Regions from separate parts of the Mus musculus genome. Here regions 1, 2, 3, 4, 5 and 6 are each linked to region 7. A link is a contact called in public Hi-C, HiCAR-type, HiChIP or PLAC-seq and promoter capture Hi-C data. All regions are on one chromosome and are shown on one strand. The core of a region is the stretch at or near the end of the contact, and the rest is flanking DNA. Distances in the headings are between cores, read along the strand shown.

The links. Promoter capture Hi-C pulls out the DNA fragments that hold promoters and counts their contacts. Hi-C and Micro-C count contacts between places; a contact is called where the count stands out from the background. HiCAR-type assays count read pairs that join an accessible place to other places. HiChIP or PLAC-seq counts read pairs in DNA pulled down with a chosen protein or histone mark.
Region 1: a contact with region 7 is called in a HiCAR-type map of astrocytes, with 2.8 times the contacts expected there. The contact joins the promoter of Mydgf here to the promoter of Alkbh7 in region 7. A contact is called at or near these places in 2 of 39 promoter capture datasets (embryonic stem cells and erythroid cells), 2 of 115 datasets of contacts at active chromatin or transcription factors (astrocytes and pancreatic cancer cells) and 1 of 9 other capture datasets (liver).
Region 2: a promoter capture Hi-C map of neural stem cells shows a contact between it and region 7. The contact joins the promoter of Tnfaip8l1 here to the promoter of Alkbh7 in region 7. A contact is called at or near these places in 3 of 39 promoter capture datasets (embryonic stem cells, liver and neural stem cells), 2 of 115 datasets of contacts at active chromatin or transcription factors (regulatory T cell precursor and thymic regulatory T cells) and 1 of 9 other capture datasets (liver).
Region 3: a contact with region 7 is called in a FOXA1 HiChIP or PLAC-seq map of pancreatic cancer cells. The contact joins the promoter of Plin5 here to the promoter of Alkbh7 in region 7. A contact is called at or near these places in 2 of 39 promoter capture datasets (embryonic stem cells and hematopoietic stem and progenitor cells), 2 of 115 datasets of contacts at active chromatin or transcription factors (astrocytes and pancreatic cancer cells) and 1 of 9 other capture datasets (liver).
Region 4: a Hi-C map of B cells shows a contact between it and region 7, with 10 read pairs. The contact joins the promoter of Mpnd here to the promoter of Alkbh7 in region 7. A contact is called at or near these places in 2 of 39 promoter capture datasets (liver and pre-B cells) and 1 of 484 Hi-C or Micro-C datasets (B cells).
Region 5: a promoter capture Hi-C map of neural stem cells shows a contact between it and region 7. The contact joins the promoter of Sema6b here to the promoter of Alkbh7 in region 7. A contact is called at or near these places in 2 of 39 promoter capture datasets (liver and neural stem cells) and 2 of 115 datasets of contacts at active chromatin or transcription factors (astrocytes and pancreatic cancer cells).
Region 6: an H3K27ac HiChIP or PLAC-seq map of embryonic stem cells shows a contact between it and region 7, with 4 times the contacts expected there. The contact joins the promoter of Chaf1a here to the promoter of Alkbh7 in region 7. A contact is called at or near these places in 2 of 39 promoter capture datasets (liver and neural stem cells), 3 of 484 Hi-C or Micro-C datasets (B cells, double positive thymocytes and megakaryocyte progenitors), 4 of 115 datasets of contacts at active chromatin or transcription factors (Th17 cells, bone marrow-derived macrophages, embryonic stem cells and 1 more) and 1 of 9 other capture datasets (adipose tissue).

The regions. Positions count from the first base shown.
Region 1 is chr17:56,182,506-56,185,205 of GRCm38.p6, reverse strand. Mydgf (myeloid derived growth factor) reads left to right here and starts at 1,286. Exons shown (of 6, transcript NM_080837.2): 1 at 1,286-1,467; 2 at 2,491-2,541. The coding sequence starts at 1,315. It also overlaps a transcript of Tnfaip8l1 not described here.
Region 2 is chr17:56,161,083-56,163,782 of GRCm38.p6, reverse strand. It overlaps Tnfaip8l1 (tumor necrosis factor, alpha-induced protein 8-like 1), which reads right to left and starts at 1,292. Exons shown (of 2, transcript NM_025566.3): 1 at 1,177-1,292.
Region 3 is chr17:56,115,912-56,118,611 of GRCm38.p6, reverse strand. It overlaps Plin5 (perilipin 5), which reads left to right and starts at 1,314. Exons shown (of 8, transcript NM_001077348.1): 1 at 1,314-1,529; 2 at 1,723-1,783; 3 at 2,159-2,354. The coding sequence starts at 1,486.
Region 4 is chr17:56,007,918-56,010,617 of GRCm38.p6, reverse strand. It overlaps Mpnd (MPN domain containing), which reads right to left and starts at 1,417. Exons shown (of 13, transcript NM_026530.5): 1 at 1,362-1,417; 2 at 1,032-1,288; 3 at 105-341. The coding sequence starts at 1,368. It overlaps Stap2 (signal transducing adaptor family member 2), which reads left to right and starts at 2,482. Exons shown (of 14, transcript NM_145934.3): 1 at 2,482-2,700.
Region 5 is chr17:56,139,076-56,141,775 of GRCm38.p6, reverse strand. Sema6b (sema domain, transmembrane domain (TM), and cytoplasmic domain, (semaphorin) 6B) reads left to right here and starts at 1,433. Exons shown (of 17, transcript NM_001130456.1): 1 at 1,433-1,562.
Region 6 is chr17:56,038,981-56,041,680 of GRCm38.p6, reverse strand. It overlaps Chaf1a (chromatin assembly factor 1, subunit A (p150)), which reads right to left and starts at 1,265. Exons shown (of 14, transcript NM_013733.3): 1 at 1,130-1,265. The coding sequence starts at 1,169.
Region 7 is chr17:56,995,911-56,998,610 of GRCm38.p6, reverse strand. Alkbh7 (alkB homolog 7) reads right to left here and starts at 1,272. Exons shown (of 4, transcript NM_025538.3): 1 at 1,044-1,272; 2 at 49-222. The coding sequence starts at 1,247. Clpp (caseinolytic mitochondrial matrix peptidase proteolytic subunit) reads right to left here. Exons shown (of 6, transcript NM_017393.2): 6 at 2,240-2,700. The coding sequence ends at 2,564.

The DNA.
Region 1 (2,700 bases), core at 37-2,536, 810 kb after region 7:
GGCATCAGCAGCCATTTGAGAGGAAATGAGGTACTTGTAACTAGATAGAGGATCACTTAGCCGTAGAGTCTAATTTTAAGATACTTATTTTCTGTTGTGCAAGGCTGCTTGCCCCAATTCACATGTAGTGAGAACAGCTTTTAGGAGTCAGTTCTACCACCATCTAGTGACCAGGGCTGAAGTCATGGCTGCAAGCCCTTTACTCACTATTCCATCTCGCTGGCCAGTGGAAAGATGGGAAAATTATTCAGCAGCAGAGGGCTGGCCAGGCATGCTCTAGGTCCGGTAACAGCATAGCAACACCTGTGACCTATAGGAAGCTGCAAAACCGGAAGAATTCACTTTTAAAGTATTGCTATTATTATATTATTTTCATGTCTGTCTGTGTACCACATGCATACCTGGTACCTGCAGAGGCCAGAAGAAGACATCGGATCTCTTGGAAATGGAGTTAAAGTTGTAAAGCACCATGTGGGTGCTGGGCTTCAAATCTTGGTCCTCTATAGAACAGCCAGTGCTCTTAATTGCTGAGCCATCACCGCAGCCCTCACAATAAAATATTTTTGAAAAATATGCCGGGAAGTGGTGTCGCACACCTTTAATCCCAGCACTTGGGAGGCAGAGGGAGGTGGATTTCTGAGTTTGAGGCCAACCTAGTCTACAGAGTGAGTTCCAGGACAGCCAGGGCTACAGAGACCCCCCACCAAAAAAAACACAAAAAACAAACCTTAATACACACACACACACACACACACACACACACACACACACACACACACACACACATATATGTAAAATATGTTACAAAACAAAAAACAATCAACAGGTGGTGGTGGAGGCCTACGCCTTAATCTCAGCACTCAGGTGGCAGAGTCAGGCAGATCTCTGAGTTCCCGGCTAGCCTGGAGAGATTTCCAGGACCTTGTCTCGTCAAAACCAAAAAAATAGGACAAATAAAAGTGAAATAAACCATATTTATTAACAAATGGATAATCTAACAAAATTAAACACTGTCAACCCCCATGTTGTCCTGAAGTGAGTCCGGGAGCCCATTTAAGTGAGATATAAAAATATCCGGGGGGGAGGCAAAAGTTACCTGCAAACTCCAACCCAAACAAGCGCCAAGACGAAGTCGCCCTCCAGGCATCCGCGAGCGTCAATCAGAGGCGCTGTAGTGCATCACGTGCCAAGTCGAGTCCCGCCCCACCATGGCAGCCAAATCGGGCGGGGCGACGTTGTCACCGTTCGGCGCTGACGTGTCCCGCGCGTGTCACTCCACGTTCGCGAGCGCCTGCGCATTGCCCCGGAAGCAAGATGGCAGCCCCCAGCGGAGGCTTCTGGACTGCGGTGGTCCTGGCGGCCGCAGCGCTGAAATTGGCCGCCGCTGTGTCCGAGCCCACCACCGTGCCATTTGACGTGAGGCCCGGAGGGGTCGTGCATTCGTTCTCCCAGGACGTAGGACCCGGGGTACGTGCTAAGCCTCCTGCCCGGGAATCGATGCCTATGGACTTCCGATCAGGTGGTCCTGGAGACCGGGTGGAGTGGCAGAGGCAGGGTTACCTGAAGAAGGGACCTGGCTGCCTCGTCTGTCTTCTGTCAGTCACTCCCTACCTGCAAGGCGACTTCCCCTTGCCCATCTCATTGTAGAAAAGGGAATACTGGTTGATAAGAGCAGCGGATCTAGGGGACTGGCTATACAGGTCGCACGTGGGTTACTCACTGAACCCGGACTAGAGCGGGAGCACCCCCCAAGCCTTACACGAGTCCATCACCTCTCCTTTCAGCGAGCCAGCAGTCAGCCTAGCCTCTGCCCGCCCCAGCTTGGCTTCTGGGACAGCGGTGTCCCTAGTGACCATTTCTTGAGACCATTACTATAGTCCTGTGCTTTCTGGCAGGTTTGTGTTGTGGGCAGGAAGCAGTACAAGCTTGTATCTAACAGGAGCCCCGAGTACTGACCTCATAGGTGATGTTCTAGGGATGATTGCTGAAGGCCATTTGACCTTCCTAGGAAATCACAGTGATTTGAGCAAAGTTCTGAGCTCCTGAGAGGAGAGAGATCTGGTGGCCTCTGGAGGGTGTACTGAGGGATGGAACCTAGAGTCTCACATCGGCAGAGCCAGGGTTCTGCCCCGCCCTAGGCAGGGGCTCCACCCCTGAGCCACATCCCTAGCTCCTCATTAGGGGATTCTAGGTGGGACTCCACCCCTGAGTCACCCTCCCAACCCCTCACTGCTGGATTCTGGACAGGCTCAACCCTTGACCTTCTGGGCAGGGGCTGATGTATATCTCAGTCCTTTTTGATCTGTTTTACATCGGGACAGCACCTTGCTAAGTCACCCAGGCTAGCTTATGTCCCAGTTCCCAGTTCTGCGTCAGCCTCCTGGATACCAGAGATGATGTGCATACAGGACCATGCCCAGTATGCTAGGGTCTTGGTTCTGAGTATTGAGATCTTTGCTCTTCAGCCTCCTTTTATTTCTCCTTCTACAGAACAAGTTTACATGTACATTCACCTACGCTTCCCAAGGAGGGACCAACGAGGTAAGTTCCTCAGGGTGTCACACGACTGGTGTCAAGGGAAAGTGGCCAGACTCCCGAGGCTCTAAAGTCCCAGTCCCTTGAGCCTGAAGGACTTCTAGTTGCCTTGGCTTCCGCCTAATGGAATCAGCAGCCCACAGTGCTGATCCCTGACTCTTAGTC
Region 2 (2,700 bases), core at 43-2,542, 830 kb after region 7:
GAGGCGGCCACTTTGAGGTCCCAGGACAGAAAAACAGGAAGTTTGGCACTCAAAGCCTACATTCCTGTTCTCTCTCTCTCTCTCTCTCTCTCTCTCTCTCTCTCTCTCTCTCTCTCTCTCTCTTTCTCTGTTGGCTGTTGTTTGTTACAGGATCTCTATACATAGTTATGGCTAGCCTGGAACTCACTTTGTAGACCTGGCCTCAAACTTACAGGCATCCACCTGCCTCTATTCTAAGCACTGGGTAAATGGGTAAATGTCCTGGTATATGTTGTGTTTGGGCCGGAACCCAAGGCCTCTTGCTTACTAGGTGAGCACTCTACGCACTGGGCTACACCCTAGGGTCCCTTTTGTTTTAGAGACAGCCTCGGTGTGTAGCCCACCCTGGCTCAGCCTCTCTTTTGTCTGTTTAAGCACCCCCAAGAAGCCTCAGGGAGTCACGAAACAACTGTCCCAAGTCAGACAGGGAAACTGAGGCTTATAATTAAGTTACTTGTTCAAGTGAGTCAGGTTTGTCTGAGCTGTGTCCTAACCCCAAGGCAAGGTGTTCAGAGGCGTCACAGCCTGGAGCTCGGGAAGTGACCCAGAGGCCTGTTTCCAGTTTAGTGTTCCACCCTGTCCCTCTCCAGCCCCGCTGCTCACAAAGGTGACAAACCAGAATATGGTTCTGGAGACAGTGTCTCCATCTCTCTGGCCATCCGCAGCCCATATTCTGGACCCCAGTTTATCCTCCAAACCAACACTGAAAGAGCCAGGAGGCTGCAGACCTGGATCAGGTCACCTGCCAATTATGTGACAGCCACTGTCCCAGTTCCCAGATGGTAAAACTGAGTTCAAGCCCTCGGGCAATGGGAAGCTTGAAGTGCCAGTCCCAGTCAGGGTAACCCTGCACCAGCCAGAGCCACAGTGGGGTCCAGCTGGCTACCTCAGAGAATACCTAGACCATTCTGGAGTCAGGCTGCACACTTGTACAGAGCCAAGTCCATCAAGTGTCCTCTTGAGGACATGTGTTAGGACTATTACAGTAGCCCACAGCAACCTGCTCACAACACCCATGCTCCCACAGTCAGTAATAGGTATACAGAGGAAACTGAGGCGGGATATACAGAGGACGGTGTGGGGATAGGAGGGGACGGAAAGAACCCAGGATAGCCAATGCAGGACCCCATCGCTCACCTGCTCCTCGGGATGTGTCAAGCCTTCAGTTTTCTGTAGGTGCCTCTGTGGGGCCAGAGGCATTGGCCGCTGGATCTGAGCCCGGCCGCTGGCTAGGAGGCCACGCCCCCGAGAAAGGGCTCGCCCCCTCTAAACGCTCACTGGCTCAGCAAATGGTAGCGCACAGGCAGTGTACGAAGGAGCCAATGGCAGCAAGCCTCTGCCAGGAGGTGGGAGGCATGACGCGGGCGTGGGCGAGGGCGTGGTCTGCGGCCGGGAGATTCCTCCGGAATAGCGCCGGCGCTGGGTGCCCAGCGCAAGGGATGCCGTGGCGGGAAAGTGTTGGAAGGAAGAGGAAGGAGACTGAGACAGAGAAAAATGGGGTATACGTGCACCGCGCGACAGAGATCTGAGAGGCCAAAGCGAAGAGAGGCGCCTCCGCGAGACACCTGCATCCCTCTGAGCGGGTCTCAGTTTACCCACTAGGTAGTTAGAGTGTCACCTGGGACTCCCATGACAAATGCACCCCAACATTTGCCTTGCAACAATTTTGGGGTTCCTGAGTACTGCGGAGACTCTCTTTCAGTTGGTGTCTCTGGAGTAAGGGGGGAGGCACTGTGATGACCTCCCTGACAGAGGCCAGACAGGGCCAGCTACCTCCCAGGGGGCAGCTGTGAGACCTGGAAAATCAGTCTGGGAGTGATTCCCACACTCCCACCACCCCCAACCCATCCCCAACACCCCCACCTTACTCCAAACTCCACCCCAACTCAACCACGGGTCTGCACTTCCTGTGCCTGGATGGCCCTGTCACAGCAAGGACACTTGGAAAAGCCTCATCTGCCATCTTCCCTCTTCAGAAAGCCCCCTCAGGTGTTTGCTGACTGCATTCTAACCTTCCTTGCATGAGCCTTAACACACAAAACTAAATCCAGGCTTTTGAGAGATAGAAATTGAGACCCAGAGAAACCTTAAGTGACTTGCCTAGAGCAGCACAGACCCAAGTGGCTTTCCTGATTTCAGATTGTCTGTGCTCTGGGCCAGGAACTTACAAGTTCAGTAGCCATCCCAGCTCTGCCGGGTGCTGAACATGGCCTCTATCTGCTCTGTACCAGGAGCTCACCCTTGTGACAGCCACACAGGACCCTAGACAGAGCTCAGTATCAAAGACAGAGACCACAGCTCTAGGTTTTTCATACCCCAGTATGAGCCAGGGCAATTAGTGTGTTTTTGAGGTGTGTGGGGGGAAGCAGGTGTCACTGAAGCAGGTTTGGGGGCTTCTGATTTTTGAGCACTTAGAGTCTGAGGAACCCACAGATATCATAGGTGTGATAAAGTGGGGATCAAACCCAGCTGTGTGGGTTCAGGGCTAGAGCCTACCCCTCCCACTTGCCTAGAGTCCCGTGGTGAGAGGCTGGGTCGTGGACAGGGTGGAGCCTCTGCCTAGAATTCCCCAGTGAAGCCTTGAGTGGGCTCTTGTGAGGATGTGGACTGTCTTCCCTGGCTCTGCCAGTGTCTCCCTCACCAGGTCCTCACAGAGTCTAG
Region 3 (2,700 bases), core at 65-2,564, 880 kb after region 7:
TCCAGTCCCAGCATCCACATGATAGCTCAAGGTCACATGTTACTCCAGTCACAGGGGGTCTGTCAACTTTACTGGCCTCTGTGGGGATCAGGCATCTGTGGATCATGACAGATGGAACATATCAACAAAACACCAGGACACATAGACGTAATAATAATAATAACAAAGGAAGTGGGCCTCAGAAGGCAGTCAGCCGAGCACCCACAGATCTGGGTTCACGCCCAGCACCACATAAACATGTGTGGTGTGGCACATCTGTTGTCTTAGCCACTGGGTGGTGCGTTCAAGGTCATCCTTGGCTATGTGGTTACTTTGAGGCTATCCTGGGCTATATAGTGAGTTCTGGTCAAGTCTTGACTACAGAGAGAGAGTCTGAATCAAACAAAACAAACGGAAAAGACTGAAGAATGAGAAAGTCGCCGGGCGTGGTGGCTCATGCCTTTAATCCCAGCACTTGGGAGGCAGAGGCAAGGTGGATTTCTGAGTTCGAGGCCAACCTGATCTACAAAATGAGTTCCAGGATAGCCAGAGAAAACCTGTCACAAAAAACAAAACAAAACAAAACAAAAAAAAAACAACAAAAGAAGAAGGAGGAGGAGGAGGAGAAAAAAGGAGGAGGAGAAAAAAGAGGAGAAGGAGAAGGAGAAGGAGAAGGAGAAGGAGAAGGAGAAGGAGAAAGAAGAAGAAAAGTCCTCAGTCGCCGGGCGGATTTCTGAGTTCGAGGCCAGCCTGTTCGGTCTACAGAGTGAGTTCCAGGACAGCCAGAGCGATACAGAGAAACCCTGTCTCGAAAAAACCAACCAACCAACCAACCAAAAACCAACCAACCAACCAACCAACCAATCAAACAAACAAACAACAACAACAAAAAGAAAGTCCTCAGTCCTAGTCTGAGGTCAGCCATGGTGACTGGACCAGGATTCAGCGTCCCTGAGCCGCTATGGCAACCATGGCGCCTGTGGGGGGCGGGGAAGCTCCAGATCCACCCCCGGCGGCGCCTCATTGGCTCGCGTGCGGAGGCCCCACCCAGACCTGCTATAAGGACGGAGGGCTGACTCAGGTGGGAGCGCCGGGGGGCGGATACACGCGGGATCTGAGCTCTGCACCCAGGTGAGGGCGCAGGCGAGGGTAGAGGGTGGGGTAGGGATGGCCCTGACCCAAACTCGGCAGGGTGGAAGTGGCGGGGGTGAATGCGAGGAGCCACAGGCACAGCAGGTGGCAGGACCCTTGGCCCAGTGGGCCCGGGCCCAGGACCCAGTTGGGCGGGGCCCAGGCGCAGAGGACAGTGGGACGGCCATGGTGGGGATACATAGGGCATGAGCCCTGAGGTCAGCGTCCCTGTCACCGTGGACAGCTGAGGGTGACCTCGGAGCTCCACGTGCAATCTTTGCCTCAACTTTCCTGCCCGTCAAAGGGATCTGATTCTCTGACCGCTGCCCCCACCTCTGCAACGGGGGCTGGTGTGCGGGTCTGTCCCTACTGGAAATGGACCAGAGAGGTGAAGACACCACCCTAGCGCCACACAGCAGGTAATGACATTTGAACTCATCCTCGTCCCACCAGGGCCCACGCCTGTCCTCCCACAAAGTCATAGATTTTTCATTGTATACCTTCTGTGTGTTGGGCCTTGTACATGCCTTGCTGATGGACCCCAGAATACTCCACAGGGCTGACTCTCAGGGTTTCCCTCTCTTTCTGTGTCTTACCCCCCCCTCCCCCCAGAATGTCCGGTGATCAGACAGCTCAGGACCCTGGATCCAGCCTGGGAGAACTGGACCAGCAGGTAAAGAAGGACGACAGCAGGGGGCTGGGGGGTTCGTGGCTGGGTCCCTGCCCGACCAAGGTCCAGTCCCTTCTCATAGCTCCAGGTGTCACCTATTGTAGTCACTACAGTGATAGCATCAAACTTAGGGTACAATTACACCTGTGGGGAAACTAAGGCCCCAAGCAGTCAGGTCTTTCTCCAGACCTGTGTGCAGGTCACCCAAACAGCCCCCCTTCCCGCCCTGGCCTCATCTGTAGGTCCAGAAGTTGCCCTGTTGCTGTGTGTGTGCTGCATGCTGCAGCCTTTGGTAGGCGACCTGCTTTGTGTCCCCCAGCCTAGCACAATGAAGGGAATCGGGGTATGGCTGTGCCCTGATGTAACTGTTCTCTGCAGAATGTGGTGAATCGAGTGGTGGCTTTGCCCCTGGTCAAGGCCACGTGCACTGCCGTGTCCAGTGCTTACAACTCGGCCAAGGACAGGCACCCGCTGCTGGGCTCCGCCTGCCGCCTTGCTGAGCACTGTGTGTGTAGTGTGACTACCTGTGCCCTGGACCACGCACAGCCACTGCTGGAGCACCTGCAGCCCCAGTGTGAGTCTAAGTCCCTACCATAGTCCCTACCACCTTGGTCTGTAGTCAGTCTCTGCTATCTTCAGAACCAGGTGTCCCTCCCAGGCCCATTCACAAATGCTTCCCCACACCTCTCTTTTTAAAAAATTTCTGAGTTAGGGTTTTGCTCTGTAGCCCAGATTGGCCTGAAATGCTCAGCAATCCTCCTGCCTCAGCCTTCTGAGTGCTGGGATGATGCACCACCACACGGTTTATGCTGTGCTGGGATCGACTCCACACGTAGTGAGTCCAAATCCCTTCTTGGGTCCTCTCTAGGTCCCTAATTCTGTCCACCCCCCTGCCCTTTCCAACCTTCGGGGTCATCCTT
Region 4 (2,700 bases), core at 168-2,667, 990 kb after region 7:
TCAGAATTCAGGCCGTCTTGCTGAATCACATCAGACTCTATCTTGCCCCACGGCCTTTGCAACCTCATCCCCACAGCGCAAGGTGGAAGGCACGTACTTCCTACCTCATCGGCCGTAGCTACAGGCATATGTAGCTGGTGCCGGCGAAGCCAGGCGGCCTTGTATTTGTCCAGCTTCTGGCCCTTGTACTTGACAGAGGCCCAGCCACAGCCAGATTTCTTGGCTGGGTTGACGAGCTTCTTGCAGTGTGTGGCCCAGGCGCTGGGTGAGTTGAAGACTTGTCCAGTTTCCTGCCACACGATCCTGCCATCCAGCTGCAGGTCCCCAGTAAACTTCCTGCCCTGCAGCGACAGAGGGGGCTGAAACACTTCAGTCCTAGTGATTCCTAACTCCTTTCTCCCTGAGGCTTGGCGTCCTTGTTCTTCTAAGGCTCCCAAGAGGTACTGTCACAGGAACTCCATCTTTCACACCAGTACTCCTGGCACTCCACACCCAGATGCACAACTTTAAAATTAAGTAATGGCAGCCAGAGCAGGCATAACGGCCCAGGCCTGTCAGCCCAACTACTGGGGAAGCTGAGGCAGGAAGCACACAACTTCAGAACCTGCTTGGAATACTTAATAAGACTGTTCTCAGAGGTAGAACTCCTGCCTAAAATTCCCAAGTGAGGGGTTGGTTGGGTGCAAGGTCAGGAATTGACCCCCTGCTTAGAATCCCGCAGTGAGGGGGCTGGGGGCATAGTCAGGGGTAAAGCTCCCTTCCATTCTTGGTATCACAAAGAGTTTTTTGGGCGATCATTTTAAATAACAGTACACAGTTTTGAAGCCATCATCTTCATAGAGAGCCTGGGAAGGAAGGCCTCATTTTACAGATGGGGAAGCCGCAATCACACAGATTGGTTGCCCGCGGACACACCCAGATGGCAGTGGTTATAGCTATGTGGCATTGTGATTAACACGGTTCCTCTGGGCTTCAGTTTCTCTTTATACGCTAGCAGTGGAGGACATGAACGGTCTCCGGGGGTCGCTCACCAGGTAGTAGATGGATAGCACCCCCTCACCGGGCTCCAGCAGCTCGTCTTTGAGCAGCACCCGAAGCGTGACCGCGCGCCTCGTGAGCGCGCCCCCTAGGGCCATCCCAGGCCCTGCCGTGCCGCCTCCGCTGCCACCGAGGCTGCCGCTGCGCCCTCCGCTACCCGTCCCGCGCTCGGGGTCCTCGGCCTCCGCGTCGTCCTCATCCTCCTCCGGCGCCTCCTCGGCCGTGGCCCCGGGAGACAGAGACTCGGGAGCTGCAGCGAAATAGCAACTGGCTGCAGAGGTCGCGTCCCGCTGCCCCGTCCCCGCCTGCGCGGACCATCCTACCTGCCATGGACGCTGTGTCCCGGCACAGCCTCCTCCGAGTGAACGGGCTCCTCCCCGCGCGGGGACACAGCAGTCTATTGGTTACTGAAAATGGGTGGGGAGGTTTGGCCCGCCGGGGGCGGAGGGGATACGGAGCGGTTGGGTTGTGCTTGCACTGGAGTTGGAGCGATCCGGTGCAATTTGGCGAAACTAAAGCTGGAGGTTGGGGGAGACCTGGAGAAGGAAACAGGCCCAGGACCTTCTCATTCAGGGACTAGAGATACCATACTCGAGGCCACCAGCTACTAGGTTGCAACTTTGATCCCTGAGCAGGAGTGGCTCAGCTTTCAGGAAAGAGATGGAAACCTTAGGTCTTGGGCCTGCCCACGCGCAGTTAAAGAAATGAGGGAAGACCTTGGGACACAAGGGAAACTGAAGCAGATGGTGAACTAGAGGGAAAAACAGACTCAGGACGCCGCCCCCCATCCCCTGCTCTCAGGGGGACTATACTCCCTTAGTGGGGCTGCATCCTGGAGCTCATGATTCCCTCAGCCTACAGCAGCGATGAAGGAAGCTGCTAGTGAGGCTAGTGCGCTAGCTAAAGGCAGAGCCCTTGATGGTTGGGAGCAGGGAAGAAACAGGTTTGTAAGAAATGTAGAGCCGCTTTAGGAAAGCAGCTGCGCGTTATAGCTGGATCGAAAGGTCTGAGCCTGGCCAGCTTTAGCCTTTCTAGGGTTAACTCAGCCCAATGGCAGTTCTCATCAGCCAATCACCAGGTGCCTCCAGCATCCAATCAGCGACAAGGGATGGTTCCCACTCAGCCAATCGGCGTTCACGTGTAATCAGCGAGCGGGAAGGGGCGGTGTTACTAGGCGCCCAAGGCCCTGGGCCTTTGTTCTCATCCTGATTTGTCCTTCATCACAGATTACCCCAACCCAGGGAGGTCTGAAAATCCGGGTGGCCTCAAACTGGGGAAAGAGGCAGGATGCTCTGGAAAGGTCTGAGTAATGAGAATCATTCTTTTTTTTTTTTAAGATTTGTTTATTTATTTATTATATGTAAGTACACTGTAGCTGTCCTCAGACACTCCAGAAGAGGGAGTCAGATCTCGTTATGGATGGTTGTGAGCCACCATGTGGTTGCTGGGATTTGAACTCCTGACCTTCGGAAGAACAGTCGGGTGCTCTTACCCACTGAGCCATCTCACCAGTCCGAGAACCACTCTTCCCTTAGCCCAGGCCACCAGACTTTGGGCTCCATAGTTTACCGCTTCCAAGTCCCGGCACAATATGCAGGTCTAACCATCTTGTAAACAGGCAAAGCCTTGAGAGAGGCTCCAAGTTCTGCTCACTGGACGTTT
Region 5 (2,700 bases), core at 184-2,683, 860 kb after region 7:
TCTTCCTGGAGCCTCACAGCTGAGGAAAGGGGTGCTGGGGCTAACTCTGGAGGACTCAGACAAGGTCCTGTCTTCTTGACTCTCCATGGCTATCAGGTCAGCTCCTAGACCGGCTGGAGCCGGCTGGGGGAGGGCGACTTGACCTCCAGGCCGGTCTGTGAAAGAGGCGTCATTCATGACCATGGGGCCTTTGTTCAGACAGGTCTCCCTGGGGACAGGCCATCCCTGCACCCCCACTCTGCCTTGCACTCCCTGCCAAATCCACCCGTGAGCCTTCAGGGGCCCGGTGTCCCCCCTCCCCCTCTGCCACCCCCAGCAGCCACTGAGCCCTCTGCACCTTGACTTTTGCAGCCACTGGTCACCTTGGCAGCCACCCTCCCATTCCCCCCGACGCCCCCCTGGGCCGAAAAACATTGTTAGAGCTGCGCTCAATAAATGTTTGCCGGACAAATTGGTTCATAGGCCAAGCAGAGTAGGCTGAGAACTGGCTTCATCTTCTGCCTCAGTTTCTCCACAGAAGCTGTGTCTGGCTGATATGCGGCAAAGCTGATGGGCCACAGTGAGGTCTCAGCCTGTCGCCACAGTGGTGACACCAAGGAGTCTGCTCCAGCCCCTCAGGGTGTGCACAGGTCAGAGTTAAAATCCTGACACCCACAGATTTGGCTGTCCCGGGCAGCTCACAGTCCCAACCTTTGGTTGAGTGTCCTCAGCTGGATGGGCTTCAGGGCGACCCTGTGAGCAGGATTCAACTCCACACACAATTACAAAAGCAGTTGTGTGGTGCTTACTGTATACTGGAGGTGCCATCAGTATACTTACTGTATTCTGAGGCAATGCCTAGCCCAATCGGAAAGAGGTTTTCATTCAGCGTCATGGCTGGGATGAGGAGGGGCTTTGGACAGAGGGAAACTGAGGCATGGAAAGAGATATCTTGCTGTCCCAATGTCCCTCAGAAAGTGAGTGTTGGCGGCGTGCTGGGGCAGGCCTTTAGCCTAGACTCCCCAGGAGAGTCTGTCTTAGTCAATCAATCATTATAAATAAAAAATGAGACCTTGGTGGTTTGACTCAATGATGTCATGAGCCACCAGGACCGTGGGACCACGTCCATGAGGTTCCTGTGTGTGGGTGACTGGTCAGATGAATTGGGAATTCACTAGAATATACCAGAAAACATCTATGGAGTGCCTACGGTATACTGGAGATGCCCAGAGTCAGAACAGCGCCCAGCTCAGTGCGGGAGTCGGTGGTCTTCAGAACCACCCCAGTAGAGAGAAGTGGGAGGCAGAGAAAGGGAAACTGAGGCCAAGGATGGTGGAGGCGCCCCCTCCCGTCCGTGCTCCGCTCCTTGGTGGTCTGCTCCGGGTTTTGCGAAGCTCCGAGCTCGGGCGCTGGGGGCGGAGGTGGCGGAGCTGCGAGTCGCAGCGGCGGCGGCAGAGATGCGGCCCCGGCCGGGACACCGCGCTGCGCCCCCGCGGGAGCCGCCCGCGCGTGGGAGCCCGGGCTGAGACGCTGCGGGGCCGGGGCCGGGGCCGAGCCGAGCAGGTGCTCGGCCTGCGCTGGAGGTGAGTGCAGGGACGGACGCGGGGACGCACCTTGGACAGATGCACGGGGGACAGATGCGGCGACGGACGCAGGGACGGACGCAGGGACAGACGCAGGGACAGATGCAGGGACAGATGCAGTGGGCATGCACGCACCAGGCGCGCACAGGGCGCGGGCGCCTCGTGCAGCGGCACTGGCTTGGGGGGCCCCCCGCGTGCGGTCGCAGCTCCAGCGCCCTGGGCGGGGCTAACGGGCTGCGCAGCGGGCGGGGATTGCAGCCAAGGCCCCGGCTCATCGCGCCGGGGCACTGACAGTGGCTTCGAATTATTGGGGTGACGGCCTACTGATGGGGGCGGGGGAGGGGGCGGGACACATAGCCGCGACCTTTCGTGGGTCCCCACGCGGCCCTGTGCACCAGCTGTCCCCAAGCTCTTGGGTACCGGCTGGTCTTCGCCGGCCGCGCAACTGACATGGGGGGGGGGCAGTCCGCGGCCAACGCCCCCGCTGCAGCACAGCCCTAAGCTGGGCTGCCAGCCCCCCCCCCCAAAGCCTGACAATGGGACAAAGGAGCGTCTCTGGCAGCCGCGCGGGGTGGGTGCCACCGTGGCCCCCCTGGCCGACCGCGGTGCTGATTGGTCCCTGGAGCGGGGGTCACGTGCCCCATTCTGCTCTCCACTGCCGACTTTGGGGCGCCTCCCCAGGGCTGCTGCCAGGCCGAACCCCCCACCTTGGCCTCAGATGGTGAATTCTAGGCCTACAACAGCCCTGAGGTCGGGAGGGACTCCTGGGTCCCAGGTCCTCTCTGCCTGGTCTCTGTCACTGAACCCCCAACCCCCGCCGCCTAAGGTCGGTGTCACTCTCATCTGAGGTTCCCAGGTCTCTGTCACCTGCCTGAGGTCTGTGTTGCTCCCCATCTGAGGTCTGTGTTGCTCTCCAGGTCTCCGGGACCCTGGCAGGTCTGTGTCACACTGCCTGACGTCTGTGTCACCCCCAACTTCTTATTTTTTACCTGCTCGATGCCCCAATCCCAAACTGAATGTGATGGAGTTGGGAACCCCAATATTGCAGGCCAACAAGCTTTGGGTGGAGGAGGGTGGCCCTGGGGACAGAATGGCTGGAGGGACTTGCCAGAGCGCCTCTGCCTGGTTACAACGTGCC
Region 6 (2,700 bases), core at 16-2,515, 960 kb after region 7:
GTCAGAGGCCAGATCAACCTGAAATTCATCATCCTCCTGCCTCAGCTTCTAGGATGCTGAACTGCAGGTATGAACTGCTACACCAAACTGGTCTTTATTGCCAGAGCAATAGTGTCGGTTTTAAACGTTCCACCTTGGTTAAATAAAAACAATGCTCCATGAGAGTCCAGGAATTGTACGACTATTAATGCCCACATAAAATTCTCAAGCCAGTCAGAACAACAGCTCCAGCCTTCCTGGAATACCAGGCTGTGAAGGGTGTGTGTGTGTGTGTGTGTGTGTGTGTGTGTGTGTGTGTGTGTGTGTATCTTTGATGATCAGAACTGTAAAAGGGGCCAGAGTTATCCCAGAAGTGGATGGAGATTGAGGATGCGGCTCTCCATCCTGAAATTGGCCATCCCCAATTCCCCTCATCTCCGAGCTTGCAGACTAGTGTAATGTACCCAGAAGGGCTGTCTAGTCAGTGGTGCTCAATTGGAGAAATCTTAGTCTATCAGGACCGACCTCGTCTTTTCCAGCCCCTCAATCGTTCAACACACACTGGGGATACAATTTAGCGGGGAATAGGCACCCCACATTTCGGGAAGCCTACCGCATGCTACAAAGACTCCTAACACGTACCCGACTGGTCCATACCACACTCACAAAGGGCCCCTTTTCGGGACCCAGAAAGGGTTCCTGGCTATGCTTTAACCACCCAAACCGACCTTCCTGGACTAGCCCTGCCCCGCAGAGTTGCTGCTACTCTGGTGTCCAGAGCTCAAGTGAGCACGGGCCTCAATTTCCCCGCCCATTGCAAAGGTCCGAACTGCTCTGGAATTCACAAACGCACTTAATAACTTGTACGACTGACTTTTCTTCTCCTTGCCCTCAGTTTCTCCACTTGCTGCTACAAGATCCAATTGATTTCAAGAGGACACAAGCACTCAGGATCCATCAAATCCAACTCGGGGCCTCGGTTTCCCCATTTACTCCAGCTATTTAGGCGACACAAGATGCCTTCGGGAGCTTGCGAAGCTGACTCTTCCCCCTCCCCGAGGCCTCAGTTTCCTAAGAGCCCTCCCTTCTCCTGGTCTCCGCCCCGAGGCCACTTAGGCTTGGATCCGCTCCTTTAGGCAGTTTCACCCACCCGCGGCTGTCCGCGTCGCGGCCTCCGGCTCCTCCAACATCTCCGCGACGGCGGCGGCGGCGGCGGCGGCGGCGGCGGCGGCGGCGGCTCAGGCTTCAGTCGGGCGGCCAGGCTGCACACTCCGCCTCCCACCGGTGTCACTTCTGCTGCCGCCGCGGCCGCCGCGCTCGTATTTGGCGGGAACCGCGGCAACCACCGCGGCCCGCGCGCCGATTGGAGGAGCTTGCGTCACGTGACACCTCAGCCTCCGGAAAAAGAGGTGCACTCAGTACGTCCTCGCGAGAACTTCGGTTTATGTGCTAGAAAATCCCGCGGGAGGCGGATGAAGGCTCCTTTCCGGCGGTTCAGGAGCTGCTGGGAAGATCTGCATTTCTATTGATCCTAAGAAATGTCAATCTAAAATATCAGCGTTTGCACACCCCCCACACCCCTTTTATTGGCTATATGCGTTCCAGGAGGTGGGAAGGGTACGTTTAGATTAGTAGTGACAACTTGAAATTACCCATTGGAAGAGTAATGGGAATTAAGGTATAATAGTGACGGGTTGAAAGTAGCCATTGTAATTAGAGAATTACTTCCTTTAATTTTATTTCTTGCATTAATTTCTCTTTTAACTATAATTTTTTTTCGAGACAGGGTTTCTCTTTGTAGCCCTGGCTGTCCTGGAACTCACTCTGTAGACCAGGCTGGCCTTGAACTCAGAAATCTGCCTACCTCTGTCTCCCAAGTGCTGGGATTAAAGGCGTGTGCCACCATTGCCCGGATATAAACTCTTTCTAAAAATGTTACAGCTGGGCATTTCATTTTTGAAATGATGAACCACTTTTTAATAAATTAACAATTTGCTTTATTTTAAAATTAGGAATGTTTTTCTATTGTAAAATTATAAATCTTTTCAACCATATATTCCTTCTTTTCGTGTAAATTACTTTGAAGAATATTAAATGAAAAAAATTGAGTCTGGTGCTTCATGCTTTTAATCCTAGTACTTGGGATTTACAAGCAGGTGGATCTCTGAGTTCGAGGACAACCTGATCTACATAGCAAGATCCAAGACAGCCAGTGATACGATGTATAAAAAAATGTTTTTCAGCCGGCCTTTAATCCCAGCACTCTGGAGGCAGAGGCAGGTGGATTTCTGAGTTTGAGGCCAGCCTGGTCTGCAGAGTGAGTTCCAGGACAGCCTGGGCTATACAGAGAAACCCTGTCTCAAAAACAACAACAACAACAAAAGAATAATTGCCTCTGTCTTTTGTTTTTGTTTTTAATTTTAAGACAGAATCTCACTATGTAGCCTTGCTGATCTGGAACCCAATCACTAGTTTCTAAATCTTTTCTTGTTGTTGTTGCTGCTGTTGTTAGGTGGAGGAAGAAACCTTTCTTTATCTGCAAACAGCTCGAATGCCTGCAACAGTTTTCTTGAAGCTGTGGCTAGTAAGTGGGTTATTTAGCTAATGAATTAGTTGTATGAATTGCTTTTGGGCCATGGGCTCAGTGAAGGTAAGGAGTGCTCTAGTGTCACGGACCTCATCAAATCTCTGACTTGCTGAAGAATATAATTTGATTGAATT
Region 7 (2,700 bases), core at 23-2,522:
TCCACCGACAACCTAGCTAGGAGTTCTGATGGAATGCCTTCTGCCCACCTTGACACTGTCAACATGAGGCTTGATGTAGCCCCGAGGTTCCAGGTCCAACACATGTACTGGGGATAGCAGGCTCTGGTCAGGACCAAATGCAGCCGCCCGAACCCGCTGCAGGATGACCTGGCTTGCATCAGACCAGCAGGATTTCTCTGTCTCCCTGAAGCCATGGATGGCCTGAATAGAGAGCTCAAGTCATAACTGGGAACTCCCAGGACAGGAAAATGAGGTACCGAGGGGTGCAGTACAGGGCAGGCAGTCTTTCCAACTTTAGCTCATTATCAGTGAGGTTTCAACCACGCATCTGGTCTTCACGTTTCGTTTCCCAGTGGTCCCTGGTGCTGGCCACCCTAATATTCAGTATCTCGGTCTCCTGTCTCTATTTGATCCCACTCAAGTCCCTAGTGAAACTCCCAACTGCTGGCACTCCCTCTCCCAAGTCTGCTTTTTATTTCTAATCTTGTCACCAATGCCCCTGAAGTGTTCCAGAACTTCATGTCTGAAGTGACATCTTTGTCCTCACTACGCATTCCTTGGTGCCCACCAAAACCCTCCCTTCTGATTCCAGGCCCAGCCCCACACTACAGCCCCTGTTCTTAGTAAAGCCCAGCAGTGATTTGCCCCCACTGTAATACTGCGCTGCTCTGAGCTCAACGTTGCCAGTTCACCTTCTCCGGCTCTGGTCCCTTCCCCTGCTCTAAGTACCATCCACAAGCCCGCAGCAGCAGGCCTTCCCCTGGACTCAGCTCTGGCATCAAGATCAGCCCCATTCCCACAAGACCTCCTGACCAACTGTCACTCATCGAATTGCCCAGCACCCGCCATGTCCCACACCAGAGAAACTTGGTCCCACCCGAACCTACATCGGGGACTGCCCAAAACACACTGTCCCCAACCTGGCCAAGCAAGCCTAGCTCTTCACTCTACCCCTCCGAGGACCCCGCCCCCTCACTATGTCCCAGTGGGCGTCCCCTTAGCTCGCCGCTCCGCCCACTCACCGCGTCCCAGTGGTCGTACTCGTAGCGCCGGCGCCGCAGCTGGGGCTCCAGTTCGCGTGTTAGCGTGTCCTCCTCCTCCTGGCTCAGGAAGCCTGGATGCACCACGGCCTCATCACGCAGGCGGCCCAGCACGGCAGAGTCTGAGCCGCGCACCCAGGCGCACCCAGAAAGCAACCGCATCGCTAGCCTCCTGCTGCCCGCCATCTTCAGGGATTGACCACAGCAGGCTGAGCCACACCCCCGCAAGCTATTGGCTGACACCGCACCACGCCCATCAGCTACTGGCTCTATTAGCTGTGCTTTAAGTCAGTCTACCGCTTGTCCCGCCTCTCGGCCCTGAGCAAGGTCTCAAGCAGTAGGTGCAGAACTAGGGCGAACGGAGGCTGGAGGTCACGTGGGGGCAAAGCCAAGGTTAGAAGTTCAATCAGCCTAGCGCAAATTTAGCGCTTGTCAAACAGCACACCCTGGTGGAGAAAGGAGGATAACTAACTCCAAGGTCAGCCCTTGAGTTTGAGGCTAACCTGAATTTCAGATGTTGCCCACAAAATAGGACATCCAAACAAATAAGACCAAATAATACAACCCCCACCTCAAATGTTTTGTGTTAAATCTAAAAAGAGTCTACTTCCTTCCACACTAATAAACTGGGCCTAGGAAAATGGCTCAGCACTTGCTAAGAGTCTTTGGTTTGACCTCAGGACCCCCAAACATGGTGCAAGCAGAAAAAGCAACTCCTGCATTTGCGACCCTCTGACCTCCATAGGGTCATGTGGCACCTGCCTCCATCCCATAAACTGGGATCCTCTGCTTCTAGTTCTAGTAAAACTCCATAAACATGTCCTGACATTCTCTCTGGCTTCAGCTGGCTTTTGGAGCCTGCAACAAAATGCCAGGACTTTGTCACCTGGTGAGTCACCAGTGTCAGGTCTCATGGGTCTGAGGATCAACCCAAAGTTGGTGGTAGATTCTGGTAGACCCTCCACCCTAACTCTTAACTCTCTAAGGGGCCAAGCCCAGGATCGGCAGGTAAGAATGTACTCTTAAGTCCCAGCACCCACAGGGAAGCCCCAGGGGACCCAACATCCTCTTCTGGCCATGGGTACTGCACTCACCATGCACAAACCCACACATAACCAAAGATGTATGAAATCATATTTCTACCCACTGACTTTGGGGTAGTATATGGCTTAAGTCTGTTGAAGTCAGGTGTGGTGGTGTACACCTTTAATCCTAGCACTCAGGAGGTGAGGCAGGTGGGTACCTGAGTCTGAGGCTAGATTGGTTTAGTTCCAGGAGAGCCAGGGTTTGCTTACTGAAGTGGTTTGTCAAGGTGAAGGAGGCCTGCTGTCTTGGAGAAGTAATGGAAGGTGCTTCAGACATGGGACAAAGACTACAAAGATTTAATTTAAATCACAGTGTCTCAGGCAGTCTGCCCTGCTCTGAGGGCAACCTCAATCCACATCTCCTCTAGGGGTTGTTCTTGGGCCCAGCAGAGGAAGTTTCAGTCTGGTCTCCACTCCTTAGGTGCTTGTCGGGGCAGGAGGATCCGTCGGCGCTGTGGCAGTCTCCTTCTGTACCAGTTCTGGCTCATCCTCCCCGTCCTGAGGTGGGTGGACCAAGACCTTGTCCAAGATGCCAAACTCTTGGGCCTCCATGG